Linked DNA regions of Hordeum vulgare: region 2 is linked to region 1. Evidence: chromatin contacts called from public Hi-C data. All regions are on one chromosome and are shown on one strand. Each heading gives the region's core, a stretch centred on a gene start, on an enhancer-like site or on the middle of the called end of the contact. The rest is flanking DNA. Distances are from core to core; before and after follow the strand shown. Region 1 holds the start of LOC123446516. Region 2 holds the start of LOC123448745 (NAC domain-containing protein 92-like).

Evidence for each region. Hi-C and Micro-C count contacts between places; a contact is called where the count stands out from the background.
Region 2: a contact with region 1 is called in a Hi-C map of seedling, with 5 times the contacts expected there. The contact joins the promoter of LOC123448745 here to the promoter of LOC123446516 in region 1. A contact is called at or near these places in 2 of 6 Hi-C or Micro-C datasets (leaf and seedling).

What each region holds. Positions count from the first base shown.
Region 1 is chr4H:403,891,158-403,897,017 of MorexV3_pseudomolecules_assembly, forward strand. LOC123446516 reads left to right here and starts at 3,030. Exons shown (of 1, transcript XM_045123090.1): 1 at 3,030-4,041. The coding sequence starts at 3,231. The coding sequence ends at 3,947.
Region 2 is chr4H:404,789,140-404,795,248 of MorexV3_pseudomolecules_assembly, forward strand. It overlaps LOC123448745 (NAC domain-containing protein 92-like), which reads left to right and starts at 2,651. Exons shown (of 3, transcript XM_045125738.1): 1 at 2,651-2,977; 2 at 3,078-3,355; 3 at 3,443-4,482. The coding sequence starts at 2,773. The coding sequence ends at 4,000.

The sequences.
Region 1 (5,860 bases), core at 1,780-4,279:
TATTGAAGATCCAAGAGAGAGAAGAAGCCATCTAGCTACTAGCTATGGACCCCAAGGTCTATGGTGAACTACTCACACATCATCGGAGAGGTCATGGTGTTGATGAAGAAGCCCTCCGTATCCGAATCCCCCCTCCGACAGGGCACCAGAACGTGCCCCAGATGGGATCTTGCGGAGACAGAAGCTTGCGGCGGCGGAAAAGTATTTTCGTGGATCTCTCTCGCAGTTTTGGATTTTTTCTGAATGTATAGGCGGAAGAGGTAGGGCAGACTAGCCACAGGGCGCCCACAAGCCTGCTAGGCGCGGGCCCCCATGGCCGCGCCTAGGGGGCTTGTGGGGTCCCCTGGTGGTCCCTGCCTTGGTTCTCAAGTCTCGTGCGTATCTTCTGTTCCGGAAAAAATCTTTTCGGAAGTTTTATTCTATTTGGACACCGTTTAAAATCCTCTTGTGAAAAGGGTCAAAAACACGATGAAAACATGAACTCGCACTTGGCACTGAGTTAATAAGTTAGTCCCAAAAAAGATATAAAAGGCATACAAAACATCCAAAGTTTGACAAAATAATAGCATGGAACCATAAAAAATTATAGATACTATATTAATTAATTAATATATAGGACGACCGTTTGGGGCACCTAGGAGCCCATGCTCCTTGCCTTTTCACCGTTCGATTACATTATGGGTTAACCATCATAGATTACAGATTTGAAAATAATCACGCCATGCATGGTAACTTTTTTGAGATAAGAAAATAATGACATGCATGCTACCTTCCTTATTAAGAGACGTTAGTAATAAGAATTGGAGAGAGAAAACTAGTAATTAAGGTCTCATTATTGTGTCTTCAACGTCCATGACGTTGGGTATATGTACATTTTTTCATATGTGTGCATACGCGTTGGGTTGATACATACAACTTTTTATTAATTATTTCAAATTAAGTTAGTATTTTCTTTTCCAACCATTTTATGACTTTGGTTATCATATATCTATGGATGCCATATTTCACGTAGACAGATATATGTAGTCATACTTTACTTTGTATATGTTGATGAGATACCTACAATATTTTCGTATCCTTTTTGACCTAGTCAGATACATACATGTGTATATTAGGTATAATACCCACTAATTGGTATCACAGTATAAGAAAATGTACACGTGATATCTCGGGTACATACATAAAAGACGTGACATTTATAGGTATATATACAAATAAAATTCACATCGTGGTATTTATATTTATATGTATATTTTTATTAGGTATATCACCAACATGTACATATTCATTTGTATATTCACATCAAGGTATGTATATATTCATGTGTATATTCACATCAAGGTATGCATATTTTCATTTTGGTACAACACCAACACGTAGATATTAAAAGTATGACATTTATGTTTACATTTTCATTTGGTATAACTTCGACATGTACATATTTCGTATAACTAGGAAAATGGCCCATGGGTTGCAACGGGAGAAAAAACATAATCTTCAATGATGATGACCACATTATGTTCACACATCATCGGTTGATTTTAAAATTTTGTGCACAAATGCAAGAAAATGTTTCTTCTTTTCAATTTATTCACAAGTTGAAGCAATCTTTACATTTTCAAAAAAAAAAATCATGGTTGTCAAAAATCTTGGTAACTCAAAGAATTATTCTTAATTTCAACATTTGTTTTTAGAAAACATACAATAATAATCCGATCCATCCAACAGTTAATTCTTCAAAAATCAAACGGATATATTTTCACAAATACTTAGAAGCATTAATGTTTAACTACACACATTAGATCTTTCATGAACAATTTTACAAATATGAGAACATTTTTTACAATTTACAAACATTTACTAAAAATCATGAATATTTTTTATATTTCAAATGGGTTTAAATATTTTATTTTGAATTGGCGACCAATTCTAGAAAAGACAAACATAATTTTTGATGTTGGAGGATTTTACTTTAAATTCACAAACATTTTTGAAACGCATGGGCCGGCCCATACGGTGTGTTGGATATTCTCCCAGGATGCAGAGCGTAATATAGGAGGTTTTTACATGGGCCGGGCTAGTTAGAGATTTTTCGCTTTGTGAAACGATTTTTATTACTTACCAGTGGCATGGTGGGTAATTTATGCAAAGTTCAGGGACAATTTTCATGATGTACCACAAAAGCAATAGGTGCTTTATTAATATGTAAAGATGTAAATATACCCACTAACTAGTATCACGGTCTATGTGGATATATTGGGTACATGTACATATGTATGTATCCAAGTACGAATGTTCATAGCATGTTTGTCTCTGAAAACAATTATTAACCATTTAATATACTACTAGTACATGCAAATAAAAAATGGAAGGTCATTATTTTGTTAATTGAATGTCATGTACTAATGAATATGACTTGCTATATATATATATATTAATTGAATGTCATGTACTAATGAATATGACTTGCTATATATATATATATATATATATATATATATATATATATATAGGGCCGCGTTATTCGTCATGCTGGGTGAGGAATAGTTATTTTTCACCCCCTCCAGTTTAACATCAACGCATCGTAATTTTACGTTCCGTAATTTTTTTTTCTTATTCCATACATAAAAACAGACCGTAAGAAAATATATAATCATCGTAAAAAATATTTTTGTTACATAAAATTACAAACGTAAAAACATAGTATAAAAGATACATAAAATGCATATTTTCTTGTCTTATAGGCTATATTTTTAAAAAATTTATGCCAAATTTTACATAGTGGTTCAATATGAATGTAACTATTTATTTTAAATGTAATTTATTTATGAAAAGCTCGTAAGATTACCTAGGGTGAAGAATAACCTACTCTGCACCCTGGGTGATGAATAGAGTCTCTCTCTCTCTCTCTCTCTCTCTATATATATATATATATATATATATATATATATATATATATATATATATATATATATATATATATATATATATATATATATCCACGAAACTCAAACAATAAATATCAACAATTTCATAAATCCGCCTCTATTTCTTGTACACAACGGTTGCTGGCGGTTTGAGTGTCTACGCCCTAGGACCTTACCTATGCTTTGTGCGACGCACGATCATAGTACTGCCACCCCACTAAATACTGAACATACGTGTATGCCACAACCATGCAACGATCGAGCAACCTCTTATGAAATGGCTTCCATAATGTTTGATTCTACATGCTGTGGCAGCACAAGGTAACCCAAGAAACCAAATCAGACCCTGTAAACTCCGCGGCGTTCCCCACGATGACAACCTCGTCTCGATCGTCTCATCGTCTCTCCTGCATGACGCGCAATCTTCTGACGCCATGCAAGCGAGCCCTTGCGCGGCTCTTCCGCATCCCGGCCTCCGCCGCCCTCTCTATCAGGGCTTTCCGGTTCCGCAATCTCCGCAAGTCCACTGCCAAGATGAGTCCCCGCCACCGTCGCCGTGCGGGCCGGAGCTTCCGGTCGGTCCGCGCGGTGTTCTGGCCGTTAATCCCCCCGTCTTCCACGGCGGCAATCTCGACAGAGAGCCCTACCGCGCGCAGTGTAGTTGCTGCGGCGGTCCCAGAGGTGCCGGTGCCGTCGCCAGAGACGCCTGCTTATGTGAAGATGGTGGCGCGGCTGCGGTCGAGGACGACCACGCGAATTGGAGAGGAGAAAGAGGAGGCATGCCGGAGTTTCGAGAGCTTCCTGATGGAGATTTTGACGGAGGAAGGCAAAGCGCGGGACCTGCAGGACGTGGAGGAACTCCTACAATGCTGGGAGCGGCTCAAGTCGCCGGTGTTCGTCGATCTGGTCTGCCGGTTCTATGGCGATCTGTGCAAGGACTTATTCTCCTCTGCCGCCGGGGGTGTGGACGGCGGAAACACTGACCAGGACGTGGGACCAGTTTCCATGTCGGCTGCTTAACTAGTGTAGTGTAACTCGTTGCCACATCGTGTTGTAAGTTTGTAAACAAAACCCTTAATTCTACAGTTTACTCCGTGTTCTTTGAAAAAAAAAAGTCTCGTAATCCCTACTCCTAAGGGCTTGTTCGGTTAATCCCCACCACAAAGGAGTTAAGGTGGATTTTGACTTACAGAGGATTTAGTCCTCCCAATCCATTCTAATCCTCTTCAAATCCATTACAACCGAACAAAACCTAAAGAAAGACTTGTAGTCTTGCCTCACATCCCACTAACCCCTTGACAAGCATTATATTACGTCCGCGAGCATCTTACAAACAATCTTTCTTTCAAGAAAAAAGTAAAAACATCCGACCGATTTTCTAGAAAAATCACCCGCATCACCCAAGGACCACACGTTCATCAGGCCATCGTCTATCATATTCTCCTTTATCCTTTTTTTCTTTACTAGATCACGTTCTCCCTTATCTTCAGCCAGTCAAGGAGAGCCACTCATTCACTTCCCTTCCTGATCTCCTACCTCTTCTCCTCGCATATCCCGTTTCTTTTCTCTCGCCTCTCTCCTGCAGCCTGGCCGACAAAGACTAGAGCCGCCACTCGCCGCACGCTGCTGCAAGAGCACCCCGCTAGTGTTCACTCACTTCTCTCCTCTGCAGCCTCAATCACACCGGCGCGACATCTCAAGGCACACTCGCGCTGCTACAAATCGTCGTCGTCGCGATGGAGTTTTGCCTCATCACGCGGTGCCACCATGGAGCTGCAATGGAGCATCACCGGGGGGGGGGGGGGGGGGGGGCATTGGTGCTACAATGGAGCTTTGGCACGCCACGCGTTGTCACCATGGAGCTACAACTAATGAAGCATCGTCGGGAGCTCGTCGGCGCTACATTGAAGCTTTGTCGCGTCGTGTCATGCTGCCATGGAGCTACAATGAATCATTGTTGGGGAGTTCGTCGGTGCTACGATGAAGCCTTGCCGCGTCGCTCTGTACTGCCAGTGAGATTCAAGTGGCCGTCGGCGCTGCCATGGAGTGTTGCGTCGTAGCTTGACGGAGAGAGCACCCTTGCTACAAGTAGCCTGCCACGAACTGGTCGCCCATGGAGCATCAGTGGCAGCAGCAGCGAAGTATTGCGATGCAGGAAGCCGGGAGAGTCGCCGGAGAAAGTGTTGATGCTACAATCAACGCCGTGGCGAAGATGCCGGTGCGGGAAGGGAAGAGGTCAGGGACATTTTTGTTTTGTACTAGCAATTGGTGGTTAGGACGTTGTGTGCTACAATGAAGAGCTTGGACGTGAGAAAGGACGAGATGTTGTTTGGGAGATCGGACGAGTATGAATTTGAAACCGGATGGCACGCTAGACGGATGATCTCTATTCGGTAAATTTGTAGCAGGCACCTTTTCTCAATCTCTCCCTAATAATAAATCAGCTAATGCTTTTGTCGTACGCCATGACGTTTTTATAAAAAACTCCTCCTGTTTTTGTCAAATCAACCCGCAGTTCCTACTTTAGTTGATTCAGAAAAAACGTTTCACTTTTATAAAAAAAACTTGTAACCCGTCTTTGTCCGAATCGGACCGCACCGCCGCCTGCAGCTCCCTCCTGATCGAGCTCCCCTCACGCCCGCAAGCCTCCTCACCGGTGACCCCACACCGCCGCCACGCCCCGTCGGAACTCCGGCCGCTCTGGCGCCTCGCCCCTCTCCCTTCTCCTCCTTCGTCTCAATCTTCTCGCATCTCTCCCTCTTTCTCGCTGAACAGGGACCTCCAGGAGGGCCATGGCGCCGCCGGCCCTCAATCTCGCCGGATCTGACAGCGTCCACGTCAAATCCACCGAAAATGGATCCACCCCGGCCAGATCCGACCGGGCCTCGATCACAATCTCCATCAAATCTCGCCGCATTGCAACTTCCAGAGTA
Region 2 (6,109 bases), core at 1,401-3,900, 900 kb after region 1:
CGAAAATGATCTTCAGATGATCAAGTCCGGGTTCAAGTTTAAGCATCAGCAACGCTATATAGAGTGGATTGACTCATATCTAATTTAATTTTTTCCCGTGGATTTTTCTATAAGTGGAGTTGGATGGTTTTTGCTATTTTACTGTTTGGGTGTCTATGGATAGTTTCTTTTATTAATGAAATTTATCCTAGAGCAACTGTTCTACGTGTTTTTTTTCGAACCGGGCTTTCTCCCCTTTCCATTACTTTCATAACGGAAATACAATGTTTTTGAAACCAGAACCAGAAAGAGAGGGAAAGGGAAAAAAGCGAGTTCGGGACAATATCAGGAAACCCACCGTTCATGCCTGTCATCAGGAACACAAACTGCGGGGCGAAAACCTGATATCATCCGAAACTACGCAAAAAGATCAAAAGTTACACTACCATGGATGAGCACCGCTACGAGGAGTCCCAACAACCATAACCGGACCAGGCTCACAAAAGAGCACAAGATAAAACGAAAGTTTCACAAAACTGACAGAGATCTAATCACCACCGTGGTACCAAGCTATCTGCACTGCAACTAGCAAGGTTCATCGCCAAGGGGATCGAACACCTTCTTCCTGCACTTACCACTCCTCCCACGCTTCTTCCTTATCAGCCTGTTCGTTCGATTCTGGCCTTGGTGGTCCACATAGCAGCAGCATTTGGGATGCGCTCTCTTTCAACAACTAAGCCCCCTTCTTGACAGTCTCCGCCATCGCCGGCTTTTGCGTACCTGCCCAGTATTCAATAAACGCACACGTTGTGAAAGCAATTTCAAAAGGAGTTTTAATCCACTTTTTTTCAAAAGTAGCCCGATTCCGAGCCAACCAAATAGACCAGCAAAATGCAGCTAAGCCAACAATATAAATCTCGCATAAGCCCGGCAAAAAAGCATATAACCAAGAGTAAACCTGCCAAATCGTTTTCGGAATATAATTGGTACCAAAAACAACACCAATCGTTCTCCAAACAATCTTGGCCACCGAGCACCCAAAGAACAGATGCTGCGCCGATTCAAGTTCATCACAGAAAGAACATTTAGGGCCCCCCTGCCACTGGCGTTTTCTCATATTATCTCTAGTAAGAATGGAGCTTTGAAATGAGTGCCAGAGGAAGATTTGGATCTTCAAAGGAATCTTAGTCCCCCAAATTCACTTATAATGGGTCCCCGCAAGGTTTCTCTCTAACCATCTATACATAGATTTAGTGGAATATTTCCTGAAATTATCTAACTTCCAGTAAACCTCATCATCTTTATCTGCACAAATTTTATCCAACACATATTGCTTCATTTCATTCCATTTCTGGAGCATAACTGGAGATAACCTTCTCCTAAAAGAAGTTAAATGATTCATACTCTCCAGCTTATCAACAGTACACTCCTTATCAACAATACACTCCTCATCAACAGTTCTACGGTTTTCGATTCAATAATGAAAAAGAAAGAAAGAAACCACCGTGGCCGCACTGGGTATCACTGCCCTGCAGGCCAGTTTGGTGGTGCAGCGAAATAAAAAAACACCACGTCTCTGTATCAGGATGTGGAAGAAACAAGGCCATAACAGGAGCGGAGCGCGTCACCATTTCGCCTTCCTTTTAAAGCGGGGGATGTATACTCGATGAGTGAAAGGTTGAAAACTTTGGGAGCGCTCCTCGATGATGGCACCGAGCGTGTCCTCTCCACTTGGGAAAGGGAAAGGCGCTGCAGAAAATTGTGGTGGTCGCGGGCTGTCTCGATGGCACGTCGCTCCCGTAAACAAACAACCCAAGAAAGTCTGCAACTAAAAAGATGCGGATGAGAAAGCAGAAGGGAACGGGACAACCACGGATGGATATCAATCTGACATGAACTCCATGTGTGGATTCCGCGGGGGTTACAAATAGCTGCCATATCAACTTCTAGTCATCCTTTTTATTTATGGAAAAGAAACTGGATGTTACTCACTAGTACTTCTCTATGTTTCTTGCGTTCCGGCCAGTGCGGATGGGTTGAATTCTTCTGGTTGCATGTGCGGTGGGGATGTGCCGGTTTGCAAAGTCAGAGTTAATCAAACTAACATTAAATCCAATGTGTATATGTATGAACTGTCATTACTAGTACTCCATCTTAATGACAGTCCATGAGTAAATAAGAAGTCAGGTTTATGTATGAACTGCCATGAGTACTACTACTAGTGTGGGTTTATATTTAAAGTAAGGTACTCCCACCATCTCGGTGCATGAGGCATATTAGAGAAAACATATACAGTAAGTAAATAAGAAGGAGTCAGGTTCGTTCCAACGCATTGTTGCCGCGTTAGCCGTGATCTAACGTGAATATTCATTCCACAGGACAGGACACCGGCCGGTGGTGGTGGAGGAGGAGAAGATACTCTGAATGTGAGAGAGTTGGTGTTGGGGCCTAGGAAAGAAGAGAGGATGAATCAAGAGCCATTAAGATGAGGACAAGTAATTACTAGAGTTGCTTAAGATAAGGGCCACAGCTGCGGTGCGCGCGGTAAGAAGTGAAGGACGGGAGGGGTCTTGGCCCGCAAGCCGCACGGCTCTCTCTCTCTCTCTCGCTGCGCGTGACCGCGTGGAGCCTTATATAAGCCGGCCCTCGGTTCCTCCCCCCAGTCTCTCTCCCTTGTTCCTAAACCCGCCTCTCCCTCTCTCTTTCACACACGCCTCTCTCTCTTTCTCTCGGCCTCCATTTCCTCTTCTTCTAGCTCTAGCTAGCTAGCTTGCTTCGGCGCCCGGCTTGGAGATGTCTGAGGTTTCGGTGATAAACCAGGCGACGGAGGTGGAGGACGCGGCGGCGGGGCTGGACCTGCCGCCGGGGTTCCGGTTCCACCCCACGGACGAGGAGATCATCTCGCACTACCTCACCCCCAAGGCTCTCGACCACCGCTTCTGCTCCGGCGTCATCGGCGAGGTCGACCTCAACAAGTGCGAGCCATGGCATCTCCCAGGTACACGTCCAAATTAAGCTGCTCCTCTGATCTGATCATCCGAGCCCGACGGGCCGTGCCTTAAGCTTACTTAGTTTGCGTGTTTCCACCGGCCGGACAGGCAAGGCCAAGATGGGCGAGAAGGAGTGGTACTTCTTTTGCCATAAAGACCGCAAGTACCCGACGGGGACGAGGACCAACCGCGCCACCATGAGCGGCTACTGGAAGGCCACCGGCAAGGACAAGGAGATCTTCCGGGGGAGGGGCATCCTCGTCGGAATGAAGAAGACGCTCGTCTTCTACCTAGGCCGTGCACCCCGCGGCGAGAAGACCGGCTGGGTCATGCACGAGTTCCGCCTCGAGGGCAGGCTCCCCCACCCGCTCCCGCGCTCCGCCAAGGTTGGTTGGTTTAGCTCTCGATCCTATTTCATCCCTCCTTTAATTTCTCTGCTTGATTTGCTAAATACTTGACTAATTGGCGTGCAGGACGAGTGGGCCGTGTCCAAGGTGTTCAACAAAGAGCTCACGGCCACCAACGGGGCTATGGCAACGGCAATGGCAGCGGCGCCGGACGCCGGGATCGAGCGAGTCAGCTCGTTCGGCTTCATCAGTGACCACTTCCTTGACGCCGGGGAGCTGCCGCCCCTCATGGACCCTCCCTTGGGCGGCGACGTCGACCAAGTCATCGATTTCAACTCCAACTCTGCCTACGCCACCGGTGGCCGTTCCGGATCCGGACTCGAGGTTAAGATGGAACAGCACATGCCGCCGCACATGATGTACTCGAGCCCGTACTTCTCCCTGCCGGCCGCTAATTCCGGCGACCTGTCGCCGGCGATCCGGAGGTACTGCAAGGCGGAGCAGGTCTCGGGGCAGACGTCTGCGCTCAGCCCGTCCCGCGACACCGGGCTCAGCACCGACCCCAACGCCGCCGGTTGCGCCGAGATCTCGTCGGCGCCCACACCGTCGTCCCACAATCAAGACTTCCTTGACCACCTTGACGAGTACCCCGCCCTCAACCTCGCCGACATTTGGAAGTACTGATGACGCCCGGATCGATCGGAGCTGCGTGCCACACGATTGGCTCTGGCTCTGGCTCTCCTTGATTAATTACTCGATTGGATTACTTGACTTGGTGTGTGATGCTCGTGTTAGTGGTTTGCTGATGCATCATCTTCTTTCCGGAGGATTCTCAATCTCGGGTTGGATCAGGTGATTATCCATCCAGACGGACCTCCAGGGATTAGCTAGGCCTCCTTAATTATGTTGATTAATTAAATTAAATTAACTAGTCCTAGGTTCATATCTTGATCTGTGTGTACATATCACTACTACTCTGATTGTGATTATGGGGAGTAGCAGTAACAATCATGATGGTTATACAATTAATGGGTGTAGATTAGGGGGAGGACTTGAGATCCATTTATGAATTGATTAATTTGGGCGCTGTGGATGAGCCGGCCAGACAGCTAGCGCTAGCTTTGTATGTACATGTACCGCCATTAATTGCTGTTGCTTGAGTTTGACATGTCACTATGTGAATCGATGCTTGTCTTCTCTTTGTGCTACCGCTTTACACTTGCTAATTGATCGCTCGGTTACGCCTTTGTGGGCGTAACTCGACGTGGCGAGAGGCACTACCAGCTGTGCTGCTACTGCTCATGGACGCCTTCCGAAATCTAGCAAGAGGAGAGGAGAGATGAGATGGATCATGGTTTTGGGCCGACGGAGGGGGCCACCGCGGCCGCGGGCGATGGGTTCGCTCTTGTTTCGATCGTCCAATTATTCCCGGACCACGTCGTCCAGTTAGTTGGTGAACTCGACACATATACGTACGTACTATAGGCGTCGTACAAGCTCCAGCCTTATCTTGTTTCGGAAAACACTCGCGGGCGAGCAACGGCCGAGGAAGGGACAAAAAAAAAAGGGAAGGAAACGAGCACATCCGTTGATCCTAACAACCAACCTACGAACCAACCGTAGCTCGACGCGGGGGTGAGGGTGAGGGTGAGGGCGAAAGCTTGTCGCTCACACACACGCACGGCGGCCGACGGCGACGAGCGGGACGGGCCCGATTTTGCGTGCGCGCACAGCACACACAGACGCAGGTAAGGCGCGCCGGGACGCAAGCCGTGGCGAGTTTCGCGGCGATCCATTCGCTGTTGGCACGCGCTCGCTTCGTGCATCAAAACCCGGCCGAGACGGCGCGGCAACGAAAAGGATCAGCAGGAATCTTCCATCCATTTTTTTTTCTTTCTTTTGCGAAAGAATCATCCGTCAATTCATTAGTTGTACTGCTGCGACACATGGAAATATTCAAATTCTCGGTTGCTCCTTAAAAAAAAGGGAAAGGCCAAGCAAGACACATGAAAACTAGTCGCATATCCTGGGTGGGTCCTCGGGCTCTGGGAAGTCGGATTGGATCATTAGCTGTCCAAATCGCTGAGGCGCAGTGACGTCAGAACTTTAGGCTCCACCAGCAGTGGCAGTCACCTACACCTTTTCTCCTTGTATCTCCTTGTGCGTGCCCCCTAGCTATTGGCCATGGACAGCTTAGCCAACACTTGTTTAACTCCCCGTCAATGATCACAGGGAGATGGTCAGGAAGGGTAGGGTGCATCACCCATGTTGCCCCTAAGGATTCTCAATTATCTTATTATTTCGTTTCCCCAGGGATTTGGTTAATTAATCCGATGTGGATGTCCAGATGCAGGTTGCTTTCAGTCTGTTGATTAGGGCACGGGTTTTGTAGCCCATTTTATCCGGTGATTAGACAAGACCCAGCCAGTGGCGGTTGACGTGGGGCCTCTTCGTTTCCATGTTTTCTTATCACGGAAGCATCCATAATAAGCATTTGTTTCTGCATCAGATTAGATATCAGGGATCGTTTCGGGACGTGACCACTAACTACCAAGAACCATAGGCCACCAAGACTACTCCCCATCCAATCCGTCGCTGGGGCAGATGGATGGATCATGGATGGGTGCATGATCGGCTCGGAGCACGAGTGCTGGACAAATCCAACGGCGTTCTGGGTAGCTCGTATATCATGCGTTATCTGCACCAAGTTCCATTTTGGCACAGACGGTGAGACAATGCTGCACAACGAACTACTCCCTCGGTAAAGTAATATAAAAGCGTTTAGATCACTGT